2 separate regions of the Podarcis muralis genome follow, and region 1 is linked to region 2. The links are chromatin contacts, called in public Hi-C maps. All regions are on one chromosome and are shown on one strand. Each heading gives the region's core, a stretch centred on a gene start, on an enhancer-like site or on the middle of the called end of the contact. The rest is flanking DNA. Distances are from core to core; before and after follow the strand shown. Region 1 holds the start of CHCHD4 (coiled-coil-helix-coiled-coil-helix domain containing 4). Region 2 holds the start of ZXDC (ZXD family zinc finger C).

Region 1 (7,027 bases), core at 1,103-3,602, 130 kb after region 2:
TCAAATACACAGCCAGTGTTCGAAACTCCCATTGTTCTAGGCGCATTTTGCAACAGGGAATTTCATTAGTGATAGCACTTTTTGAGCTCTGGGCAGAGTATTGCACCTAAGATTTGATTAAAACTGCAGAGTGGAAGGAAAAGAGGACCTTTTTCTGCCTCCCCACTTCCAGCTACTCTCTGAAAACTGGAGAGGAGACCCTCATAAGAATATTAGGGGAAGGACTAGACCATGTGAAAACTGAACATAATATTTTAGCTGCAGCTCCTTTTCAGCTTTGCATTCTTGTTATAAAAAAGAGCACCTAGACATTCCCTTGTTGTGCCCACAACCTAGGTTTAAGGTGCCATTTAGCTCCTAGCTTTCATACCTCAGTTTCTAACTTTCCTTCAGCCACCAACTCACAGCAGTAGTCTCACAGCATTAGACAAAGCAGACCCCCACAAACATAATTAGAAGTATTGATTTAAGACTTTAAGTGACTTTAGCTTAATCGTAAATCACAACTCATTGCTTTCGCTTAAAAATTAGTACCACTTTATTACTACCATAGTTACCTAACTATTTACCTAACTCCTTATTAGACTCAACTATTAAATTGCAGATGCTGCGGTTTACAGTTCTGAAAGTTATGTAATGATAAATATGACAACATATTTATCATTGCATAACTGGACAGCAACTGCTAGACAGTGTCATAACTTCATTCACTCTATTCTGTGGGGGAAGGAAGGGAAAACTGAGAAAGAGAGTGGGGGGAAAGACTGAGCAAGCCTCATTTTGTTAACTGTCAGTAAAAGGAACAGCATCCTACCATGAATATCAAAAACTATATACTACTACAGTACAGTGGTACCTCAGGTTAAGTAATTAATTTGTTCCAGAGGTCCGTACTTAACCTGAAACTGTTCTTAACCTGAAGCACCACTTTAGCTAATGGGGCCTCCTGCTGCTGCCGCGCCTCTGGAGCACAATTTCTCATCCTGAAGCACAGTTCTTAACCTGAAGCACTATTTCTGGGTTAGCAGAGTCTGTAACCTGAAGCGTATGTAACCTGAAGAGTATGTAACCCGAGGTACCACTGTTTATAAAATAGCTGTGGCCTAACACCAAAGTTCCTTGCTCACAAATAAATATAAGCTTGTGTTCAAATGTTGTGTTTGTCTACTAATAATCTACATAATAATAATAATAATAATAATAATAATAATAATAATAATAAAGGTCACAGGTTCCCCATCCCTGCAGGACAGAGATGCTGCCAAGTCGAAGCAGACAGTGCTGGGCTTTGGTGAACTAACAATAAAGGCAGCAACGTTACATTCAAAACAACAGAGTTCAGTCCCTGGGATGTTTCGTGACCAGCAAACTTTGCAAATACCCAAAAGCCCTTGGAAAAGAAGGTGTCCTGACAAACCACGTTTCCAACACCTGACTCAGTTGCAGATACATTTAATAGGTATATCTGAAGGAGTGTCTCCACCCCCATCGTTCAGCCTGGACCCTGAGGTCTACCTCTGAGGATCTTCTGGCAGTTCCCTCACTGCGAGAAGCCAAGTTGCAGAGAACCAGGCAGAGGGCCTTCTTGGTAGTGGCGCCCGCCCTGTGGAACACCCTCCCATCAGGTGTCAAGGAAATAAAAGTACTATCTGACTTTTAGAAGACACCTGGAGGCAGCCCTGTTTAGGGAAGTATTTAAATGTCTGAAGTTTTACTATGTTTTTATATGTGCTGCAAGCCAAGCAGAGTGGTTGGGGAAACCCAGCCAGTTGGGCAGTGTATAAATAAAATATAATAATTATTATTCATTAAAATTATTATTATTATTATTATTATTATTATTATTATTATTATTATTATTACTACCACCACCAGACGAGATGAGCCCTCTTAAAAAACCTGCCCACCCGCACTCTCCGTGGCTAAAATGTGGAAGAGCAAGGTTCAAATCCCTCCTCAGCCACATGGCTTCCCACCCCGTGACCTTGGGGACGGTCACTCTCTCTCAGTCCAGCTCGCAGGGCTGCTTCGAGGGTAAAGAAAACCGAGAAGGGGAAGAAGAGGGCGGCCAAAGCGTGCTCCTTCCCAAGCGCCTCGGGAGAAGGAGCCGGGGACGAGACCCCCATAAGGAAACGCGGGGCGGGGAGCAATGCTTGCTCGCTCTCTCTCTCTCGCCCCCAGTACCTTCTTGCCTGCAGTAGGACATGGCTGGGGAGAGCTCGCGAGCAGCGCGTTGCTCCTTCCGCGGCGCCGGATGGCCCAACGAGCGACCCGTCCGTCCGTCGGCCCCGCCAGCACCGCCACCGTGAGCCGGCGGCACAGCGGACCGCGCGCTTTCCCCCTCGCGGCGACTTCTCACCCGCGCCGGAAGGACCCCGAGGAGGATGAGGAGACCAGGAGTCCGCCTGAGCGCTGGGTTTTTTCTGAGGCGCGCAAGGGGAGCCGGGCAGGGGCGGAGCCTTCCCTCCCGCGTTCTCTCTAGCGGGGCCTCAAAGGCATAACTAACGGGAGGAGAAGAGCTCGGCGTGGTCGGCTTATCCCTGAAGTACTACATGTCCCAGCGTGCTGTGCGCGTAAATCCTCCTTTTCTCCACAAAACATGCTTCGTCGGCCTGTGTGATAAATGACCACCGCCCCCTTTTTATTATTACTTAACGCTTGGAAGTTCAATGATAGTCCCAGCGGGGGAGGGGGAGAGAATAAATAAATACGCGTGGCCGCCCCTGTCCCGTTAAACGACTACATTTCCCAGCATGCTCCACGGCCGCTCTCTGTTCCCTGACATGCCCGCGAAGGCTCGTTGGAGGGAGTGCGCACGCGCGACAGCCTCGAGCGTCCTGCTCGGCAGCGGAGAGGCGGGGCACCTCGTGGGAGTGACTGCTTAACCCCTGCCTGGGTGGGGATTCCTGAGGATTTGCATTCCGTTCTTTCCTTCCAGTGTTAAGGATCTTACGGCGGAGTTTAGAGACTCGCAAACTCAAGATGTCTCGAAATGTAAGTGTGTGTCTCCCTTTCCTTAAAGGTGGCCCTAGGAATCATGGAATTGTTCGGTTGGAAGGGACCCCGAGGCTCCTGTAGCCCAACCTCTCTTTGCAAGGCAGGGATCTCAACTAGATCTCTACGCTCGCGGGTTTAGAGACGGGCTGAGACACACCAAAAACTTGCGGGCATCCCGGGGCTGCGATCCTACGCACTCTGGCTTGGGAGGCAGCAAGCTTCATTGAACGCAGCGAGACTTACTTCCGAGTAAATGTGCACAGGATCGGGTGGCGTGAGATCAGCTGGCTTGTCAGCGCGGGAACGAACAGCGGTGGATTTTTTTTCTGATGCGGAGAAGTTAAATAGATGCTGCTTGCAGGACTTAAAATGGAGAATTAAATAGATACTGCTTGGAGAGGAACCGCTTTCTCCTCCGTGGTTTATATTACTATTGCTACGGAAATACCGATTCCTCTGAGTCTGAGACGTTAGGTGTTGTTAACTAGCATATTCCTTAAGATGCTGTGTGACTTATTCTGCATCCTCTTTGCTGCCAACATCTAGCGCAGCTATTCCCTTGGAAAAGGGCGTCTGCTTATGAATTGTTTCAGGGTGTTGTCACTCACCAAGTTTGAAAACGGACCTTTTTTGGGTTCCAGTGCGTACAAGTACACACATACAGTTTACCTTGGCTGCAACACATGCTCAGATTAAAGGGGACTCGCTTCTACTTTCCACCCCACAGTAACAACGTTTTTAAGTAAATAGACACAAAAGGCAGGAGAGAAGCCACACTAACAGCATTCTATCATTTACCAGGGCAAATTTGACAGGGCTTACTTCTGCTTGCATATGCCTGTGCAGTTAAAACAACACCATTGGGTTTAAAATGATTAAAGCAGGCATAGGCAAACTTGGCCCTCCAGATGTTTTGGGACTACAACTCCCATCATCCCTAGCTAACAGGACCAGTTGCCAGTGGTCAGGGATGATGGGAATTGTAGTCTCAAAACATATGGAGGGCCAAGTTTCCCTATGCCTGGATTAAAGGGTGCTAGGCTGCAGTCAACAAGTATTTAATTAAACAACAACAACCTCAACAACCACCAAGATCTCCCATCAGGAATTAATCAAGGAAGACTGGCAAAACTGTTGAATCTTACTAAAAGGATACATAGCCAAGCTAGCTGGCACCCACAGATTAATCCTGCAGGCTAAACCTCATGTGAAATGCACAGTGCAGTTCCATGAATGTTTATGCAAAAGTAAGTCCCACTGTGTTCAGTGAGACTTGCTCCCAGGTAGCTGTGAATAGGTTTGCCACCTTAGTAGCGTCTCTTCTGAAAGTATTGGCTGGAGGGAACTATACTAGTCTGCTTGCCAGAAGCACCAGATGGAGCAGCACAGTGACAGAAGGAGGTAGAGGGAGGTCAGTATACTTTGAGTAGGTAGGTAAGTTTCATCGCCTGGGCAAAACTATAAAGCTGAACAAATGAGCTGGTAGACGAAGGCTGCAGTCTTCTACATGCTTACTTGGGAGTAAGCCCCATTGAACACTTATGAACTTAGTTCTCTAAAGAATTTCTGTTTTGTTTCTACCAGCTGTGCTTTGATATCAGTTCTTCAGAAGCAATGATTGAGCATGGTCTTGTTTTAACTTCTGCCCTGTGGTTAAAACAAGCAGAAGTTAGCTGGAGTAGCATGTGCACACACAGCTTCTTTGCATGTCATCCTGGGAGGCAAGTGTGTGTCTGCTTGGCTCAGAAAGCCAGTTGCTATGGGCACCTGTAGAAAATATTTTGAGTAGACACACCCTAAAATGTGTTTCAGTGTGGGCAATTGATAATCCTCCTGTGTCTCTTCATAGTGTTATTTTTAAACAGCGTTATTTAGTCCTGTGCCTTAGCACATGTTGAGAAGTAGAGTCTGTGAACGATGTTGAATGTTTAGACTGAGCATTCCATGCTTCTTTATTCCCCCTTAACCTTTAAAAAATCCAAACCAAAGTATTTCCCCACCACCAGAACCATGAAGGGAAGGATTGCTTGAAGTGTTCCTTCATGCATACAGGCCCAAGTGTTGAATGCTACCTGCATTCAGTGGTGGTGGTTGCATATGCACTGTTGCAGAATTCTGATCCTTTTTCCAGTTGAAAAAGAGCTGAAAGTGACCACTCTGTTTATGGACTGGAATAGCACTGCAATGTCAGTAGTCTTAGAACTGCAGCCTTGGCTATTTCCTTTTCGAAATGTGCACAGGTAGTTGTAAGTGAGCATTAATAATGTATTCAGTAGGGTGGGGTGGAAACTGAATTGCTGTCTTGCAAGGTAGGTTCTTAGCTTATACTTATCACTTTTTTGCCAAATAAAAACCGGTATCTACCACCATTGCTGTAGCAGACTATTCCCCCCCCCCCCCCTGGGAAAATACCATCCTTGCTATTTTTAGTACCTATTTTCGTGGCACTAATGGACTATATGAAAATACAATCTCTATTGCTTGTAAACTGTCTGTGTAGAGAACACATTGTCAAGAGGCTGATGCCAACCTGCTGATTTCTCTTTTGGGTGTTGAGCATGCCATGGTAGGAACTCTGCCCAGAACTAATTTCTTTTGATTTTGTTTTTTCTTTTATAACAGTTTTCTGACACCGGTAGCAAGAAAGAACATGTTAAAATTACAAGTGAGCGCAAGCCTGGATTTCTGGAGCGCCTCAGTGAAACTTCTGGAGGGATGCTCATAGGACTTGCCGCATTTGCCCTCTCTTTTTACGTTCTTTTTACCAATGAGGTAAGTCAAGGCAGGGAGGATGGAATTATTTTTTCAAGTAGCTCAGGGGTATAAAATATTAAGGCCCTTTGGGGATTCCCCAGTAAGACTCATAGACTGGCTGGCAATGGTTCTCTAGGGCTTCAGGCAGGAATCTCTCCCAGCCCTGCCTTGAGATGCTGAGGATTGAACCTGGGACCTTTAGGTGGAAAAACAGATGCTGTGCCACCGAGCTATGGCTCTCTTCCTGGGCTCCTTTCTAAGCCCACTCAGTAAAGTTACCTTTTAAAGATCGAGCTCAAGCTTCCTCTGAAGAATTTACAGCCCTAACTTAATTATTTTGCATATGTGCGGCTGTGATAAGTGCTAATGTATTTGCCTCCAGAACTTCACAATGCAATTTTGGCATTAATTTTGCATCTCAGAAATAGCGACAACAAAAATCTTTACATGCCATTATCTGGAATGTCACCCGCAGACCTTTTCAAAATGTCTTAACTGCTTTTACTGGCAGAATTACGAGGGAGTAGGTGGTTCTGCAGGGACGCAGGTGGCACTGTGGGTTAAACCACAGAGCCTAGGACTTGCCGATCAGAAGGTCGGCGGTTCGAATCCCCGCAACGGGGTGAGCTCCCATTGTTCGGTCCCAGCTCCTGCCCACCTAGCAGTTCGAAAGCATGTCAAAGTGCAAGTAGATAAATAGGTACCGCTCCGGCGGGAAGGTAAACGGCATTACCGTGCACTGCTCTGGTTCGCCAGAAGCGGCTTAGTCATGCTGGCCACATGACCCAGAAGCTGTATGCTGGCTCCCTCGGCCAATAAAGCGAGATGAGCGCCGCAACCCCAGAGTCGGTCACGACTGGACCTAATGGGTCCCTAGGTGGTTCTGCATTGCTCTGCAACTGTGGTACTTCCTCTGTATCTCAGGCCTGAAGTCATCCCATAATTCATCCAGATTCTCCCCAGAACACAGCCCTGCTCACCCTGACACACTTCCTCACAGTTTCCATTCAAGTGCTCTTGCTTGCCAGAAATGTGTCCTTAAACCAGAGTGCTTGCCTCAATGGTGGGTGGAGAGATTGGGGAACGCTGGCATGTGGCTTTTGCCTGGCTGTCATATAGCCCAGGGCACAAAGGTGTAAGATTCACCCATTGCTCTGCCCACCGCTGGGATGCAACCCCTGGAAGCTCCCCCACCTCTGCTTGCAAGGATTTTCTGTAGGTCAATTTTAGCACAACGTTCCACTGTCTTGTCGCCTCAAAGTGTGCTCTCCCACTC
Region 2 (6,736 bases), core at 3,460-5,959:
TGTGTGACTTCTCATGTGGATTTTCAGTCGGCAGGCTTTGTCGTACTGCTTGTTGCAGCCGGGGAAGGAGCAGGAGAACAGTTCTTGTTCCCTGAAGTGGATTCGATTATGAGAAAATAATGCACTCACTGTTATGAAGGTCCTCTCACAACCTAGAGAAAGAAGGAAGAACCAAACTCTGCTTCAGTGGAAAACAAAACAATTGGGCATTACCATGAACTAGAATATTATTATTACCGCGATCTAGAAAAGTACATGGTAATAATATTATCATTTAAAATTGTTTTAATGGTGTATCGTACTGTGTATATTACATTGGCATATCATTTCTAAGTACTATGGGGGGAATTGCCTGAAAAGTGGTTTACAACCCCATTAAATAACAGTAAATAACTAACTAGATAGATAGATAGGTAGATAGATAGATAGATAGATAGATAGATAGATAGATATCTCATTAAACTATGAAGACCTTTCTGGTAAATTGCTCTGGACTAAGTTTATTTCCAATACTGCAATGTACTGCAGTATAATGTTACAGCTGAAGTTAGTTTTTTGCATCTCCTTTTCACTAGCACACTGTCATTCTTATACATCACTCTGCAATTTCCCTTTCTTCTAAACTGGAGTGCAAATTTTCTGGTTGTTTCGCTAACCTTTATTTTCCACATCTAATATTGTAGCATTCCAGCATGGTAAGCATTCAAATGTACAGAGACAATGTACATGATAGCTAATCTATTAGATTATCTCAGAGTACCAAATGCAGAAAACAAACAACAGATGAAGGCCTGCATGTCTGCCTTCTGTGCTTCTTCCTTGGAAACAGAATGCTGAAAGTTATGCACAAGTCTAAATATTACAGTGCACTTATATTGAACCCCACTACAGGGTCATTCCATATCAAGTGATCCAATTTTTTTACCTCATCCAATTTTCTTAATATTTTGTACACTTGTTGTATGATCAAAACTAAGTTTATATCTAACATTTTATTTTTTTAAAAAAAGTGTACAAAATATTAAGAAAACCGGATGACATGAGGTAAAAAATATATATGAATCATTTGATATGGAATGACCCTACAGCATTGTGGATGTTCTGGCTTGGATTCAAACCCTCACTTACCTAAAAAGCTCAACGAGTAATTTCGGGTCTTATCACTATCTCTATTCTATCCCACAAGGTGCCGAAAACACCTAATGAAGAGGGCAGGGCAAAGTATTTTTTCTTAGAGAGATTAGTACTGCAAGTGGGTACTGGGATTGCGATTCAACTCTCTTCCGCTTTTTCCACTGTGCAAAACAAATCCACATTGCACATTTAAAGTGCACGACTTCTCCCCAAAGAATACGGGGAGCCGCAGTTTGTTGAGGGTACTGGAACTGGAAGCTGGTTTCCAAGGATTCTCTATTGGAATTCGTGCGCTTTAAATGTGCAATGGATGCAGCCAGCAATCCGGGGGTGCTGCCTACCTACAAGTCCAAACGGATTTTGAGGCGGGGCTCTTATCAAAGTCCGAAAGGCCGAGACTTGTTGACCTTTGTAAAAATAAGAAGAGGGAGAGTCAGAGCTGCCGGCTGCTTACCTGGATACTCGCAGCGGTAAGGCCGGTCGGGCTCCAGGTGGCTCCTCCGCTGGTGAGCGCCGAGGCGGGCGGCGCTGGGGAAGCGCTGCCCACACGCCTCGCACTTGTGCGTCGCCTCCTGCTCGTGGGCCCGGCCGTGCGCCCGCAGGTTGTAGATGGTGGTGAAGCGCTTCGAGCAGCCGGGCGCCGAGCAGGCGAAAGGCCGCAGCTTGTCGTGCGAGTGCAGGTGGCGCCGCAGCTTGTAGGCCGTGGCGAAGGCCCAAGAGCAGCCGGGGACCGGGCAGGAGAAGGGCCGCGCCGCCCGCCCGGAGCCCCCCGACGCCGCTTCTTCTCCCGCTCCTCCGCCGCCATCCTGCGCCGTAACAGCAGCGCCGCCGCCGCCCCCTCCGTGCGCGGACAGGCGGTGTAGCCGCAGCAGCTGCTTGCGGGAGAAGACCTCTTCGCAGCGGGGCTCGGGGCAAGAATAAGGCGCGGGAGTCCGAGACGGGCCTCCTGCCGAGGCCTCGTCGGCAGCGCCGGAGGAGCGCAGCGCCTGAGGAGGAGGAAGGAGCGGCGCGGGAGGTGGAGGCGGCTGCGCGGGCCCGCCGAGGCTGAGCAGCCCGTTCTCGAAGCGCACCAGCAGGCTTTGGTTGTTGATGGTGAGCGTGCCCGAGAACGAGGAGCCGGCGGCGCCGGGGTCGTCGTCCTCTGCCGCCGCCTGTCCGCTCCCCTCAGCCACGGGCCCGGAAGCCTCGGCCTCGAGTGCACCTTCCCCCCCGCCGTCGCCGGGCTTCTCCTCTCGCGGAGGCGGCGGCTGCTGCGTCGTCGTGGTGGCGGCGGGTTCCTGCGAGGGGCTTCCGGAGGCTCCGCCCCGCACCAAGTTGAGCACCAGCAGCAGAGCGTCGCTGTCGTGCGGCTGCCCGGGGCCCGCGGGCGGCAGGGCCAAGGCGCTGCTCGCGGAAGGCCCTTGCGGAGGTTGCTGAGGGGCGGGCGGCGGAGGAAGAGGGGGAGGAGGCGGCAATGGCGGCGGCGGTTGCTGCTGCTGAGGCGGTTCCGGCGGCTTCTTGCCCTCCAGGAGCAGCAGCACCGGAAATGTCACGTCCAGGCCCCAGGCTCCCGCTGCCGCTCCCGCCCCAGAGTCCCGCGGCTGCGGGGGTCGGCGGGCGGGCCCTGAGGAAGAAGCCCCCTCTCCAACGGCCGCGGCGCCGCTGCCGCCATGTTGGTGGGTGCCGGGCTCGGGCCGGGCCGCCTCCACCGCGGCAGGCAGCCCCTGCGTTTCCATCTTGGGGGTCCCTGTAGCAGCGGCTGAAACCGGAGCCGCGGGGCGGGGCCGGCGGGGCGGGCGGAGAAACCCGGAATGCGGATCGCTCAGCGAGAGAGAGACAACAGCTCAGAGAGGGGATCCGGAGCTAACGCGGCTGGGTGGAAAACCCGGACACGGGATTGCTATGTGGAGTGTGCAATAGCGCAGGAAGGTGCGCCTCGCGGAGCGGAATTGGGAAATTGGAGAGAAGTCGGGGGAAAGGGTATGCAAAAATTAGAGCAGTCGTCTTGGATCAGGCCAGTGGCCCATCCCGTCTTAACACCCTGCTCTCACAGTGGCCAATCGGATGCCCGTGGGAAACCTGCAAGCAGGGTTGACGCGCAAGAGCCGTCTTCCCTCTCCTGTGGTTTCCAGCAACTGGAATTCAGAAAATTGCTGCTTTCGACTGTGGAGGCAGGGCTATAGCCATCGTGGAGCTATTGATAGCCCCTCTCCTCCATGAAGTTGCCTAATCCTCTTTTAAAGCCATCCACGTCCTGCTTTTCATGTGCAGGACGAACCTAAGTGTCAGAAATAACAAGGTTTCCGCCTCCTCTGTTGAAAGAGGCTTACACCTAGATTGGATCTTTCTTGTTTACATTTATTTATTACTTTATTTGGGAATTGCCTTTCACATACACCTTAAGGTGATTTAAATCATACCAATGAAAGCAACAAAAGCAGGTTTAAAAAACAGTGCAAAAAGCAACTAAAGATACTGTTACCCGCCACCGCAATCTCCAAGCAGTGCAAAATCCCAGGGGTTCAAGGCACATACCCCGGGGTTCAGGTTTCCTTGCAGTGAGGGCCTGCCAAGATTGTGATGTCTTTAGGATATTTGGTTTATTTACACATATATACAACCTGAGCCTGGGATGGAGAGGTTCACAGCATTAGCACTCCAAGAGACTCTTGCTTCTCCCATAGCCACAGCCTTGGATTCAAGCAGAAATAAGGCATAGCTCTGTCCCCCAGCTTACCAGCTTCTAGCTCACATAACTCAACTCTCCACTCTGGCCTTTATCTTGTGAACTACCAGCGAGCTGAGGGAGGGGGGCTCACCCATTTGTTTTCTGGCACAGAGCTACTTCCTTTGTTACCTTAATGGCCAACACTTAGAGGGTCTTTAGCTCCCCAGGAAGCTAGTCTAGCTATTCAATGAATTGAATCCATCTGTATCCAGGAATTAGAAGGGGGCTGAAGCATACAGCCTATCCCCAACAACTCATAACAATACAATACATAAGTTGTAAAGAAACGTGATGTATTCCCACTATGTACAGATGACTCCCCACTTTACACGGGTTCAGGCACCCTACACACAGTGAAAATCGTGTAAGTGGGGAGCACCCTTTAAAAGCCTCCTTCCTCTCTCTTCAAATTACTACTCTCCAAAAATCAAAAATACTGCACCCAAAATATCCACAACTGGAATTGCTACAATATCATTTAAGCAGCAGGTGGTGCTATACCACCTTGGGAAAAATTTGCATGCTGGTCCTAACTTTTGACACACCCATTGTGATTTTTTGAACTTTTTTTTAAAAAAAAAATCACAACACATCTTTGTTGTTATGAAATGGACAATCTCCTCATGCTTAGCCAACTGCATTATTTCTAAAGCTTTCTGAAACTGCCCTTTTTCTGTATTGCTAGGGTATTTCATACACCTGCTACACTATGAGTGTGGCACAATCAAGTCCCTTTCCCCTGCACCAGGGCAGTGGAGAGAAATTCAATTCAGTTCACATTTAAAGGTTTCTCTGCTAAATTGGCACTTCCTGAAATGGTGTGTGAACCGAACACTCAGCCATCCTTCAAGATTCAAACATTTCTGAATTCTGCAATGAATTAATGAGTACAAAAATTCATATACTAGGTATAGGGTTCAAAAAATTCATCTGTCTATCATTTGTTAGTCACTTTTTTCAAAAAGTGTCCCAAAGCAACCTGGAAGCCAGCTAAAAGCATCCAATAAAAATCTGAAAACACAGCTATATAGATAAAAGGCAGATCTTACAGATCCCACTCCACTAAGAAAGTGCCACCCTTCAAATTAAGGGCCAGAAGCCCAGGTAAAGATAAACCTTTAGCACCTAAAAACAGATGAAGGTGGAACTACACATGCCTCCCTGAGGGAAGCATTCCACACGCAGGGAGCCACCACTGAAAAGGCCCAATCTTGTGTTGCCAGCCTCTGCACCTCCCATGGAGAGGGCACACAAAGAAGGACCTCAGATATATATTAGTGGACATAGTACCCAAATATTCACTGGTGAAAATTGCTTGCAAATTTGCCCTATAATGCTGAATAATATTCATGAAGACTCTTAAAAGAAAATCTGCAAACTGATGTGGGAATGTGGAGAACTGAAATTAAGACTGGAAAAATGAGAAACCATAACTGACACATTTGCACGTTCCTAGCCACAACTTTGCTAATCCAAGCAACTGCTAAGCATAACAAGTATCTAAAACCGCCATGAGGAAAAGCTAAGTGATGCTGAGCATTTTCTGTTGGAATTCCATATGCTTCATGATGGACCTGCATATTATAACATGGTAAACTCAAACATTAATCTGGCCTTGTCACAATGGATCATCTGTCATTGTATTCAGTGCTGTAATTTGTTAAATTAAGAGACTTAAAGGCCTGATTCGGATGTCGTAACAAACCATGCCACCATATGATCTTGGTTTGATATTTTAGTTTGTGAAGAAACAATTTGCAGTATCAACATATGTACACAACCCCATTTCTGCTCATTAATTTATCTGCCTTTATAATGAATATATATTGGCCACAAACATGTTTACTCTATTATGTCTTGTCAAAATATTGTCTTTATATTTATATAAAATCTTTATAAGCGTCTTTTTAAAAAGCAACAACCCATTATTGGGAACAGAGTGTCCTTAAGTCTCTATTGTAGAGCTCGCTTAGGCTATTCAGTGAGATACGATTCATTGACAGCTTAAATTGAACTGCATTCCACTGGCACAAAACCATGAAAGGAGGAAAAAACCTTGCAATGAATCGCAGTTATGAAGGAACCAAAAGTCATCTAGTTCAGCCTCTTCTACCCATAGCTGTCAACTTACAGATTTGAAAATAAGGGACCAGCAGCCAAAATAAGGGACCTGCAGCCTCACCTGTTCCAGGCACTACAGTCTTCCTGCTGTCCTGCAGTCTGGTCAAACTGGAAGCTCGGGCTTCCCCCACCCCAGCCTCGTGCCTGGGGGGGGACGACGACATTTTTTTCTTTATTCCCCCCCCCCCAAAAAAACCCTAGGTGCGCCTTATGGGCCGGTATGCCCTATGGGGCGAAAAATACGGTACTTTATGAAAAGCAGTTTGAGCTATTTAGTTAAACTGTTGTTGTTGATGGTTAACTATTCTAGATTAACAATTAATAATTACATTACTCTTTGGGGGGGTGATTATTTACATCTCATTATTAGCACATTGAAATAGCAACAGAAAAGTGTCTTTCCTCACCTAGGTTGCGGAAACGAAGAAAGCTAATCTGGTTCTTGTACTGATCAGTTCTTGTACTGAAAACAGATTCCTAGGCTCAGAATGTGCTCAGAGGCATGCTGTTCTTTAATTCTGACTGTTTGTCTGTTGTACCAGGCTCTGGTTACTGGATCTTGGGGTTCGACTAACATAATAATAGTAATAATAATAATAATAATCCAACAAGGAAGGAGCCCTCCCTTCTCTGATGTCACTGATGAAGCTAAATATCTGGCTTTACAATCTATGGCCAAAAACTTTTAAGTGAGATGTTGAAATATTTGGCATTGTCTGCATGCAAACTGGGTGTGGGTAAACTCCAATAGAACCGGGAGCTTTAAAATTTATT

Evidence for each region. Hi-C and Micro-C count contacts between places; a contact is called where the count stands out from the background.
Region 1: a Hi-C map of blood shows a contact between it and region 2, with 5 times the contacts expected there. The contact joins the promoter of CHCHD4 here to the promoter of ZXDC in region 2. A contact is called at or near these places in 2 of 3 Hi-C or Micro-C datasets (blood and tail).

Annotation. Positions count from the first base shown.
Region 1 is chr2:86,577,304-86,584,330 of rPodMur119.hap1.1, forward strand. CHCHD4 (coiled-coil-helix-coiled-coil-helix domain containing 4) reads right to left here and starts at 2,353. Exons shown (of 3, transcript XM_028719239.2): 1 at 2,185-2,353. The coding sequence starts at 2,206. It overlaps TMEM43 (transmembrane protein 43), which reads left to right and starts at 2,655. Exons shown (of 12, transcript XM_028719237.2): 1 at 2,655-2,994; 2 at 5,620-5,769. The coding sequence starts at 2,983.
Region 2 is chr2:86,444,418-86,451,153 of rPodMur119.hap1.1, forward strand. It overlaps ZXDC (ZXD family zinc finger C), which reads right to left and starts at 4,710. Exons shown (of 9, transcript XM_028719231.2): 1 at 1,589-4,710; 2 at 1-152. The coding sequence starts at 2,849.